Linked DNA regions of Bicyclus anynana: region 1 is linked to region 2. Evidence: chromatin contacts called from public Hi-C data. All regions are on one chromosome and are shown on one strand. Each heading gives the region's core, a stretch centred on a gene start, on an enhancer-like site or on the middle of the called end of the contact. The rest is flanking DNA. Distances are from core to core; before and after follow the strand shown. Region 1 overlaps LOC128198848 (ELKS/Rab6-interacting/CAST family member 1-like). Region 2 holds the start of LOC112045427 (F-box/LRR-repeat protein 14).

What was found. A called contact is a pair of places that touch in the nucleus more often than the background predicts.
Region 1: a contact with region 2 is called in a Hi-C map of whole larva, with 4 times the contacts expected there. The contact joins the enhancer-like site here to the promoter of LOC112045427 in region 2. A contact is called at or near these places in 2 of 2 Hi-C or Micro-C datasets (whole body and whole larva).

What each region holds. Positions count from the first base shown.
Region 1 is chr2:2,802,702-2,808,475 of ilBicAnyn1.1, reverse strand. LOC128198848 (ELKS/Rab6-interacting/CAST family member 1-like) reads left to right here. Exons shown (of 5, transcript XM_052886177.1): 5 at 1-948. Among protein-coding and RNA genes, the nearest start is that of LOC128198848, 10 kb to the left of the region's middle. Within about 2 kb of position 2,130, at least 8 of the 8 cell types and tissues checked have open chromatin away from gene starts, as enhancers often do.
Region 2 is chr2:2,699,980-2,706,337 of ilBicAnyn1.1, reverse strand. It overlaps LOC112045427 (F-box/LRR-repeat protein 14), which reads right to left and starts at 1,462. Exons shown (of 1, transcript XM_024081596.2): 1 at 1-1,462. The coding sequence starts at 1,259.

The DNA of each region.
Region 1 (5,774 bases), core at 881-3,380, 100 kb before region 2:
ACCATTAAGCTTAACAAATCAAGATAATAGTGAGAAAATTTTAAAAATAAATTGTAATAATTCTTCTACATTGACTAGAAATCGTATAAAGTTGACCTACTGTTAGTATCTAAACTGTGGTAATAAGTTTAGCCTAGTCAAATTAAATCCTTAATAAAATGTTATTATAATATCATATTTTTATTATTGCTGTTTTAGGCAAAAGCTTTAAATAACGCCATTTTCCCAATTTCATAAATTGGATTTTATTGGAGCCGAATTATAATAATAACATCGAAAGATCTCAATTTATGCTATTTTACTATTACAAGGACCATGGCCACTTTCTCAATAATAATAGTTAGTATATGTGTAAAGCTATGAAAATATTACATAAAAACTGATTACGTAAAGCTTATAATTAATCTTTTGAAATATCTAAATTTCCGTTCTGAAACGATCATTAGAAAGTCTTTTTTTGTAACAGTGGGTTATCAGTTTTCGGGTCCAAAATGGCCATCGTCCTTCTTAGCCGTTAAGCTGTCAATTCTTCAACAATTATGCTGGAAAACTAAATAAACAGTTTAAAATAATAAATGGAGTTGGCAAACTGGCTTTTTATACTTGATACATGTCGCTGAAACTTAGTAGGTATATTGTATTAATGGTAGGTTGGGCATAGACAAGCTGCAAGGCTCCGTTGAAATCGGAATTTCGAATGTGTTCGAATTTTAAATTTAAAAAAATCCGTTGTCAACTCAGCGTTGCAGCTTAATTTTTTGTATTGAATCAAGTGTGTAGAAAATTGTATGATCACAATAATAATGGTATTAAAATGATATTAGTTACTTGTTATTATTATTATAATGGTATTAAGCCGTGGGTCGCTGTTTCACACGTTGTATTGACCGAAACTATGCTGAAAATATAAGGTACATGTTCTTTGAAAATATAATATCTTCATATAATACAAAATGTGTGTTTTTATCCGCTCTACTCCCCTTTTCTTTTAATATTTAGATACCTACCAACATCGGCTAGACAACAGTATAAAATAACTTGTTGGTGTATAGCTTTAGTTATATTTTGATTTTTGATGGTTGGGATTGGTTGAAATGATCACGTAAGAAAGTTAAGATCGGTATCCACGGATCGTGAGACCACAGATCACTTTAGACTAGAAACGTGAGACTAATGTTTGTATTCGTATACAAATCGTTTTATAAGTATGATTATTGATTAAGTATATCCGAGTATATACAAGGTATACCTATATCCGCAAATACACATAAGTTTCGGCACATCACATCACTAATTCGATTAGACTATTGTATTAAGCTATTCTAGGTTGTTTGAGTTTGTCTGAAAGGTTTAAAACGTCGTACCTATTACCTATCAACAACAATATATAATTATATAATTATAGGTAAACATTTTATGATAAAGCGCCACCTAGCAGCTAATAGAAAGAAATTCTGTTTCTTCTACTGTACAATAGATGGCAGTATATGTTTATTAATAAATAGTTCTAAAGATATTATTTTTGTAAATATGTTTTTTTTTTATTAGGTTCGAATCCCAAGTCGGTATTTTCTGTCTTCTCAAAATTCTCAGTTCTGGGATTGTTGAAGCTAAGAAGGTACACCGCATGTCTCTGGAAGTGAAAACTCACACTTTACAAGACGGAGATTCTGGGTTCGATCCCCGGCTGGGCCGATTGGGGTTTTCTTAATTGGTCCAGGTCTGGCTGGTGGGAGGCTTCGCCCATGGCTAGTTAGGTACCACCCTACCGGCAAAAACGTACCGCCAAGTGATTTAGCGTTCCGGTACGATGTCACGTAGAAACCGAAAGGGGTGTGGATTTTCAACTCCTCCTAACAAGTTACCCCTCTTCCACTTTAGATTGGATCATTACTTGCCATCGTGTGAGTTTGTAGTCAAGGGCTAACATATAAAGAATAAAAAATAAAAAAAGCTAAACCGTTGATTTCAGTCATTATCAATAAGGTACAAAATGAAAAAAATACTGACCTCCACGCTCCATATCCCCTCCTAAAAAAGGAGGGAGGCCTAGCCTTGTAGTAGGCCGTTATAATAGTCTGACAATGATGACTGGTAGGTTTATAGATGTATATTCGCTCGTGCACTGCGCCGCCATGTCGCCGGAAGTGACGCCGGATACAGGTGCGTGCGAGTTCCGGTCGGAGTGAGCGCGACAACGTCATGACGAGAGACCCATTATTGTGTTGGTTTCACTTTTACTGTGCAAGGGTTAATTTCTTTTTTACAAGCAAAAAGCTTTGCCTCAAGTACATTTAGTTTGGATGATATTTGTTTAAAAAAAAAAATTAATTATCAATCTAAGTTAATCTGTAGGTAGGTATAGTCGGACGCAAACTTTATGTCGTATCAGAAATAAGGTGCGAGTGAAGGTAAGTCAAAACAAACAGACAAACAAACCTAACGTTTCAAATGTGTTTGTAAACTAAATATATCATTCAAATATATCATTCAAAATAATAATGAATTTTTAATTTCTTTAAAAACGGCTTTTTACACTTTATTGATAAATTTAGATTTAGCGCTTCAATAGCTCTAAGGTTTTTGCGGTTATTAGGTATACAAATAGCGGGTTCGATTACCGCGTACAACTTGTATCGTACCACAATCAGGCACCCTTTTTACAATATTGAAACCCTCAAGCTAAATCTAAGACAGTCTATAATTTGATACAATACCTTTCCATATCTGCATTTAATTATAAAAAAAAGCATTAGCATACAAAACTATACTCTATTAATTACACGATAAAGTTCAAAATAGTTTCATACCAACAAAAGGCCATACCACCAATTATGCAATTTGATTCAAATTTACGACAACTCAAAGTGGTTATAAATAACTGAGAAAAAATCACCATCTAATCTATTTTTAATCCGTCCGTCATTCCCGTAACTGACTCTGCATTAGACATTGATAAAATTCACTTTACTAAAACAGTGTAATGCTATCTTATTCATGTCCCATAAGAACCAAGTGCCTTGTTTATTGTGTTCTGTTATTTTGATTTGGTTAACTCAAAAATTTTTTTCAAAATTCAAATTAATTTTGATCAGTGCATTGAAGACACAAACACGTGGTCTCATGTATTTATTATTATAAAATTTCTTTAGCACCAAACTCTAAAAAGAGAACGGCGTCCAATTTTCCGCAATTTTGTCAACTGAAAATAAAAATATTTGGAAAATGTCCATATTTGCATGCCTCTAAAAACTCAATAAACAAATCTAGAACAACTAATTAATATGCCTCTTCAAAGCTGCAGTAATCTGCGCTGCAAAGGCTCGCTCGGTAGACCATTTTTTCACGCTCTTTCTTAGGCAGTGGTTTAACTTGATCCTCAAAGTAATCATTTTAGGAGCGCCGAAAACTTACTGCCACTGAGGGAAAAAACGCGTAAGCAGTTTTTACTTTTGACCTTCAGCTTATGCCATTTTTTGTTACCTATTATGACAAGAATTGGCATCCTTTTGTTGTCAATGTCCTGTCGACTCGCACAAAACGTTTCGCATCGACGTTTCTATTAAGAAAAGCGAAGATGTGTTTCCTAACACTTATGATTTGTGCACCTTCAAGACAAGAATGAATAGGTATTTTCTAGGCAAATGCGCTCCAACCTCGACCTCATCATTGCTTTCCACCAGGCATGATTGTAGTCAAGCGCAAGTCTATTATAAATAAAAAAAAAAGAAAACAATAAAAATCCTGAATGGGTCGAATCAACCAGCTATAACGTAAGTATATATGTATAGGATTTACAGCGATTTCGTCTGCCCCGGGCGTCTGTCCGTCCGACGCGATAATTATAATAATGCGGAGGGAAGGTGGAGCGGTCGTGCGATGCCGACAGTTTAAACGAAATTGCGAGACCTTGGCGAGTTTTACAAGTTTTTGCGATATTCGTAACTAGCACGATGCCCGCGACTTCGTCTCGAAAACACTGGCTCTTAACTAAAAAATATATATATAAAACCTACCTACCTACTTCCCAGTGTACAACCTCTCCCTTTTTGGAAAAATAAATGGGCTTTTAAAAAATCCTGCTTTCCATTCCTTTTCCTTTTTAACCAACTTGCAATTTTTAACCAACTTAAAAAAGGAGGAGATTATCGTTCTTTTTTTTATTCTTTACAAGTTACACCAAGACCTGAACCAATTAAGAAAACCTGAATCTGCCCAGCCGGGGATCGAACCCACGACCTCCGTCATGTAAATCCACCGTGCAAACCACTGCGTTACGGAAGCCGTCTAAACTGGCGCAGTTTTGAAAAAGTCTATGTTTTTTTATTTTCTTTTAGCTAAGTTCGATTTTATTATATTCGTGTTTTCTATTATTTCGTAGAAGCTTATCACTGGACGAATTATTAATTCTTTGGAAACTAGATAGTAGATACCTATACATATATTTTATTTATGGGTGTTTATTAAGTACTTCTTCTTCATAAATACCTACTACTCTTAAAAAACCATATAACGACTTAACATAATTATAAATGGATCTGGATGAAAGTCTGGTCTGGTACCATAGCCACAGAAATCATATGTACAAGTACCATAGCTTTAATTTTAAGTTTGCAGCTTGACTTAACCTTTTTTTACTTCATAAAAAACTACGAGTAGGTATGCGTAAGTATATTATGTTAATATTTTTGAACTCAACTTACTTAATATTGGTGACGTCAAAGGCATGATAAATACGAATTTCATGTGGACATTGAATGTGGTGACACATTACTGTCACGCACACATGCATAGATACGCAGCAGTACTTATCAGAGTGTGGGAATAATGCAATAATGTCGGTTCACATTAACAACGATTTCTGTGCGGTTTATGAGCGCGAGTGACATCTTAGAAAGATACCTACTTACTATTTTTCATATGTTTTTATAAATTTTACAGACGCTCTGCGGTTTCTTCCGCGTAGGTGCCGTTCGCGTAGGAATATGGGGATAAAATATAGCCTATTGCACTCGGGGAATAGTGTAGGTGGGAAGCTACACTATCCCCGAATAAGCTAACTAAGCTAAAAGAGTAACTGTTTCCCAACAGAGAAAGAATTTTACAAATCGATTTAGTAGTGCAGTATATGTCAACAGCCTCGGCTGTCAATAGGTTAGTCTATAAATACAAGCCTCGGACAAGAAGGGGCATTTGCACTTGGGTGCTATAGTAGTGCGTGTTACTAAGTAGATTCCGTGTTCAACCCAGTGGACGTAATTAAACTAGTGATCAACTGATCATCGGAGAGTACGCAAACAAGTAGTATCGGCGCCTATTCAATGCAAACAAACAATCAAATCTTTCCTTTTTATAATATTAGTATCTATAGATTATTCAACTTTGCCTGTTTGTCTCCTCTATTTTATTTCATAGGTGCTGAGTTCGATCCTTGCTCGTTAGACTTTTGCTGTCGTATCCATTTCTAGCTTGTTAGGATTCAGAAAGAGAATATTGATCAAAAAAAATATATTTATGGCTACCTTATTTGAAAAAAAAAATAAAGAAAACACTCGATGAGTTTACTACATCATTATTTCAGGCATATGTAAATTACTATTTATTATCTGAGTTTATAATACTTATACTGTTCTTGTGTAGTAAGTTTCTGACTTTGTTGACTGGAATGGATTCTTGCGTTTACAACCAAGCACAAGCACCACAAGTAATATGTAAATGAATGTTAACTAAATAAAACCTTCTTTCTATTTCTCAGCCTCATCTTCTATTTTAAA
Region 2 (6,358 bases), core at 213-2,712:
TGCGGCGTGATGCACGTGCATCCGTACAGGTCTATCGCCTTCAGGTTGCGGAGGCCTTCCCCCAGCGCGCGCAGGCCTCGGTCGGTGACGCGCGTGCACTGTCCGATGTTGAGCGTCTCCAGCTGCGACAGCCTCGCGACTCTCTCGAGGCCTTCGTCGGTCAAGCGGCAGGCGCTCAGCGATAGCGAGCGGAGCCCCGACAGCCCCAACGTCGCGTGCGAGAGGGCCTCGTCCCCGACTTTGTCGCAGAACGACACGTCTAGAGCCCTCAGTCTTCCGCTCTCCGCCAGGTGAGCGACGCCGGCGTCGGACACCCCATCGCACGCCCTCAGATTGACATCCTCTAAATGCGAGAGTCGAGCTAAATGCCTCAACCCGGCGTCAGTCACCGCCACGCAAAACGACAGGTTGATCGACTTCAGTTTCGGAAGCCCCGTAGCGGCGTGCTTCAATGCTTCGTCCGTCAACCTCTGGCAGTCTTGTAGTCCCAAATGCTCCAACTCGGGGGTCCCTCTCGCCTCCCCGCCGCCGCACAGGTGCGCTATGCCGTCATCGTTCACATGCCAGCACGACCTCAGGTTCAGACGGCGCAATTTCCGCAGACCCCACGCGATTAAGAGTAGTCCTGTATCGGTTATATTGCAGCAGCCGCCCAGTTCCAACTCTTCCAAATTCTTTAATGACTGCGCTATTCTGCCGAGGGATGAATCCGTGACCTGTTTACACAGCGAGAGATCTAACCGTCGGAGCGCTGGTAGTTCAGCCGCGAAGGCGCTTGCGAGTGCCGCATCGGTGACGCTGTAGCAGCCGCTGAGAGACAGGGACTCCAGGCCGGGTAAAGCGGCGACCGCATCTCGGAGGCCGCGCCGCAGGGACAGAACCTGTAGTTTCCGCACGCCTCGTCTCGCCAGGGAAGCGAACAGCACGGGCGCCGGCCTCCTCAGATGCAAGGCGGCCTCCACTCCGCGCCACACGGAGCGCCGGTCGGCCGCGTCGCGCCACGCGCGGCACACCTGAGCCGCCCGTCCCCTGTCCCGCACCGGCAACCGCTCGAATATCAGCGCCAGCAGCTCGGGGTAGAGCCGCGAGATGTGGGTGCCTTGCTCTGGCGCGGGCTCGGGGACGTGCGCCGCTGGTAAGTGCGGCCGGTGGAGCCTGTAAGGCGCGGTGCGATTCTTCCGCCTCGTCGTGCTCGGCAGCTCGGTCAGGCCGAGCCGGTCGTCGCGCCAGGACAACACTTCCTCCGTCCACGCACTCATCGCACTACACTATGGCAATACACATCGCAACGGACCGGTTTTCGGTGAAATCGAGCGGGAAGCGAGCGAGCGACCGTCCCGCTCGGCATTCAGACGTGCACTGGCGGCGGAGAGCGGCCCCCGCCCGCCGCTCGCTCGCTATTGGTCGCGCTCGGCGGCACGTGACGCGCGACGTATCGATTCGGAGGCTCTGCGGCGGCATTTTTAAGTTGGCGGGCCGAGAGCCCGCCTTCGTCCCGCGCGGCCCGCTACGCCCGTCTCACAGAATATGCAGTCTACAGATATTACACATTACACAACCTATATTTGCAACGAAAGTATTCTATTTTATCGCATTTAAATAAAAGCATTTTTCTCATAATATCTACTATAGTAATCGAAGTATGTTACTTTAATTTAGATTTGTAGCTCTAACACTTACAAGCAATTAAATTCATTTGATATGATCAACTGTCATAATTTCTTTCTATCCTTCGGGATCAGTAAATTTTGTTTTAACGAAATATAGTTTGTTCTTTTCTGTACCTACTCCTGATAAAGCTTATGCAAAATTGCATGACGATTTTTTCGAGTAATTAAGACGATTGAGTCATAATAATAATCAAACGTATGTACTTAGTATAACACATAGCATTTCCATTATTTCTTCGGATATTTATTTCACTTCGTTAATAATTATTTTACATACGTAACCTATGCAGTAATTATGTTTAACATCAATTTTGAAAATTAAGGAAGAACAAAAATCATTCTTAATTAATGTAATCTATCATGTACCTAGTGTATGTAACTGACCTTACAATCAAGCTCGCTTAGAACTTGAACCTTTAGGCATGAAACTGTTCGTATTTCCACCGTATATTCTATGACCACAGTGATAAGGCGGCAAAACAACTCAGCGCGCCGTATATTTTCGTTCGCGTTGCACTTGCCGACGGCTTAGGACCACTTTATCAAGAGCCCTATCTCTGGCCGCGACAGCCTCTATGAGTATGACATAAGGAAACTGCGGAGCTATGACACGGGTCACACAAACTGGGCGCCTGATAACATCAGCCAACTATTACAAGGGCAACCGGTTGCTGGCTGAATATCATATTCGAAATTCGAATTGAATCGGCCCAGAAAGGAACCGCGGCGTAAGCTACTTAAAATTTAAGTTTTTTACGAGGTTTGCTTTTTAATTTCTCTACTTACTAGGGTACTTAGATTATTTATTGATCTCCAGCACTATTGCTTAGTCTACTAGTATCCATAAGAACCGTAATTATTGGTACCTAAATACGTAAATATGTTGAATGAGAGTTGTAGATGAAATCTGAGATTATAGACAATTAAATAGATATAGATAATGTTGCATACCTTTATAACATTTTTTATACTGCAAATTATAGTTCCTGTAATTTGCAGTATAAAAAATGTTTGATTAGTTTACTATGCGACTAAATGAAATTAAGACAATTAGCCACCATGGTGCGCCTCAGTTACGACGCACTAGTAAGTAAGATAGATTTTATAATATCTCTATTATATTTATAGTCTTTGGCTCTTTGGTCCAGTCCAATCACACAAACGTCCACCTAAAACGTATTTTTAAACCGACTTTAAAAATAGAAGGCGGTTCTTTTCGAGTCTGTGTTATTTTTTGTATAGGTATACCTACTTGTACGCGAATTAAAAACTATGTACATAAATAATAAATATATAATATACCTAAGTATAAAATATACATAAATATATAAGTACTTAAACTCAAAATTGTGCATGTGTGCGCTCAATGGAGTAACTAAATTCGGATCACTTTTTTGCGGTGATTTTGTAGGCGCGTAACATGTCTTTAGTATAAAATGTCATTGACTGGACCCTTGAAACCTGCCATCTTTCAAAGTCACCATACCTAAAAAACGTAACTAAATTATTATATGTATAAGTATTATATTATTTACAGTTACGTCTTTTATACATATGATTTAGGTACAGCTATAAACAAATACTTTGAACTGTTTTGAAATGTTTTTATCTTATAGTAAAAATAGTGATACGTAATTACTGAGAGATTTGCAAAAAATAACCTCCAAAAGAGCTAACTTAAAAGTCAGATTATTACAAACTCCCGTCGAGTATCTTGTTTATTTTTTCAAAACATATTTCTAGGCACATTTTAATGTATTGCAGTGACTTTGAGACGCAGTATAGTTATTATTATAGCCGAGTTTCCATACAAAAGACGGCATTCTCCTTTCAACCTTCCTAAAATGAGATTATGTCTATTGCAGTCTTTCGGTCCATTAAGGATAACGGCAAACTACTTATTTAAAATTAAAATAAACATTTCCATACCACTATGGTTAATATTCCATAAGGCACCTACCGGCTTTATAATTATTATTAAAAAACAAAATAAAAATAAGTCGGCCATGTTTAAATTATAATACAGGTATACCTACCTACAGTGTGATTCACACACAGACAATTTTGTTTTAACATAACAGAATAGGAAGCATATAAAAATTAAGCAAAAATACACTTACTGTGCTTAATAATAAAGCAGAAAATAGATTAGCAATATGGACTATTCACAGAATCATCGAATTTGTTATCGACTTTGAAATATATATCTTATGACAATGCAATTGAGTTGAAAATCATCTGCATTTTAAAGCAGATAACAATGACACTTCAATGAAATATGAAACGTATTTTCATTATTTTATGGTTTAAATTTGTATGATATTGGAATGAGTAAACATAAAATGTAAATCAGCTGTTGTGAGTGTGTGCGTGTGGAACGTCGTGCGTGCAGTAGAGCCGGCCGTTCCACTTGACTCGTTCTGTTTTTGAAATTACGTTTTTTTTAACCGTTGAGAAATAGATTTACAATTATAATTTTATAGGGACACAATTTTATATCTACACATCTTAAAAAGCATTCTATCGATTTTTGATAGAACTAAATATTTATTTACAATACTTTTCTGGGTTTCAGCTTTTTTGGAATTTTTGTACTTATACCAACCTCATCATAGACCTCGGAAAGTGAGTTGAAACAAAATGATAGTCGTTCGGCAGGTAACATTAGAAGCAAGATGCTATATAGTGGTGTTGCTATGGTTACTCGTGGTACAAGTACCTCTTACCGTACAGCGATATTTTATATTATAGATATTTTACGTCCCTACTAAGTTACGGCAAAAAGTGATCCAAATTTAGCTAGTCCACTGAGCCCATGTGCATATATTTAGTATTTACTTACATTATATATTTAAGTACATTGACATCGACATCGACATTGTAGACAATATTTATGTATTATTTGTTTTAATAACTTCTGTTGTTTATTAAGCGACAAAATGAAATTAAGACAATTATGCACATTAATTTGTCCGTCTCAGTTTTGATGCTCTAGTGCCCTATATCTAGTATAAAACATCGTTGTTACCTGATACGTCGCTAAACATTCGATAATGTGTGCACATAATTATTCAACATATAGGCCGTTTAGTAGATGAGTATATTATCGTAATGTAGGTACGAATTTTAAACTCATTAAGAAGTTTATTTTAAAACTTATTCGAATTTCTAACACTCTCCACTAGCATTCCTTGAAGGACGACTTGAATCAGAATTCATGTTGGTATGATTCACGACGAGGGTGCACAAGCATTCGGCCATATTCGGGACAAACTAAACAATATTATTAATTTATTAGTAATTTTGAAAAGCTACAACAAGAACTGTAAACCTTGTATAAAATTCCTTTTGAATTTTATACTTTTATAATTGTTCCTTTGTTTTACTATACAATGTAAAATATCAAATGCTTAGATTAAATAACTAAAAAATACTGTAAATATAAGTTTTAGTTTACGACTTTATATTTAAATCTACCCGTTATGCTATATTATATAATAATATCTCCTTTTCTTGTATATCTATAGAAGAGGATTAGGTACATCATGAATGTTTTATTTTATATCTCCCCAAAAGATTATAGGCAGCGTGTTCATTGAATACTTCCAGGCGGCTTGACTTCCGACACTTTAAAAAATTATCGTCAAAGAATCATTTTACCTATTCAAAATCTTAATAAATTATATTACGCCGAAACCTCTAACATATATCTCTACATAGGTATTAGCGAAAACCGCATGAAAATTAGTTGACAACGGAATTTGTATACAATTGTCGTGTTCTAGGTAAGATGGTTGGTGGACTATATTTACTCATTAGAAGGCAATCGCGGCTTAGCTGATATAGTTTTCCTTCTAATTATTTTTCATTTATACCTGTGCTCCTTCTGTGATTATTTACAAAACCGCATAGGTGTTAGAAGGGGGGCGGACACTTCTTATTGCGTCACGTTGTTCCGTGACACAATTGAATTTTATAATTTTATGGTAACCCTATTCAGTCTACGCTACTTGACAGCCAGTGTTTTTGTGTCCGTTTTTTTCCCGCCTACCTGAGCTGCCATATGGTACATAGCTCCTGTCTCTTGGAAAACTACCATTATTTTATTTAAAATTATGTTTACTTTTAAATGACTAAATAACTTCGATTCGATTTTTACAATTGTATTTTTAACTCTCAAAATTATTCAATAATTTGAGATTAACTTAAATGTATTCAAATTTTGTATCTATTTTGGCTTTTTAGTTCTTACAAATCTTACATATTCGCTGTAAGTACCTATTTATATGTAGATAGGATCAGTAGGATTTCATTTACCGAAATAAGTAATATGTATTGGTTTATGTACTAAATTTTCAAAATATAGCTTTTAATTCAAAATTATTTTATTTTATATTACGTAAATGACTGAAGTAATTTAATTATACTACTTATTAAAATCAAAAATCAAAAGCGTTATAATTTTAGATGGTATAAAATGAAACACTCACTGCCATCTTACGGTAACAAGAGGTATGCTAATATTAGAGCGCCATCTAGGTGTGAGTAGCGGTACTATAATTAAAATATAATCGCGTGTCACTCTAGCTAAGATGTTTCATCGTGTGACAACAGATGTCAGTGTCGTAACGCCAAAAATGAAAAAAATTACATTAAACAATGACACTGTTTTTTTTATATTCAAAGAT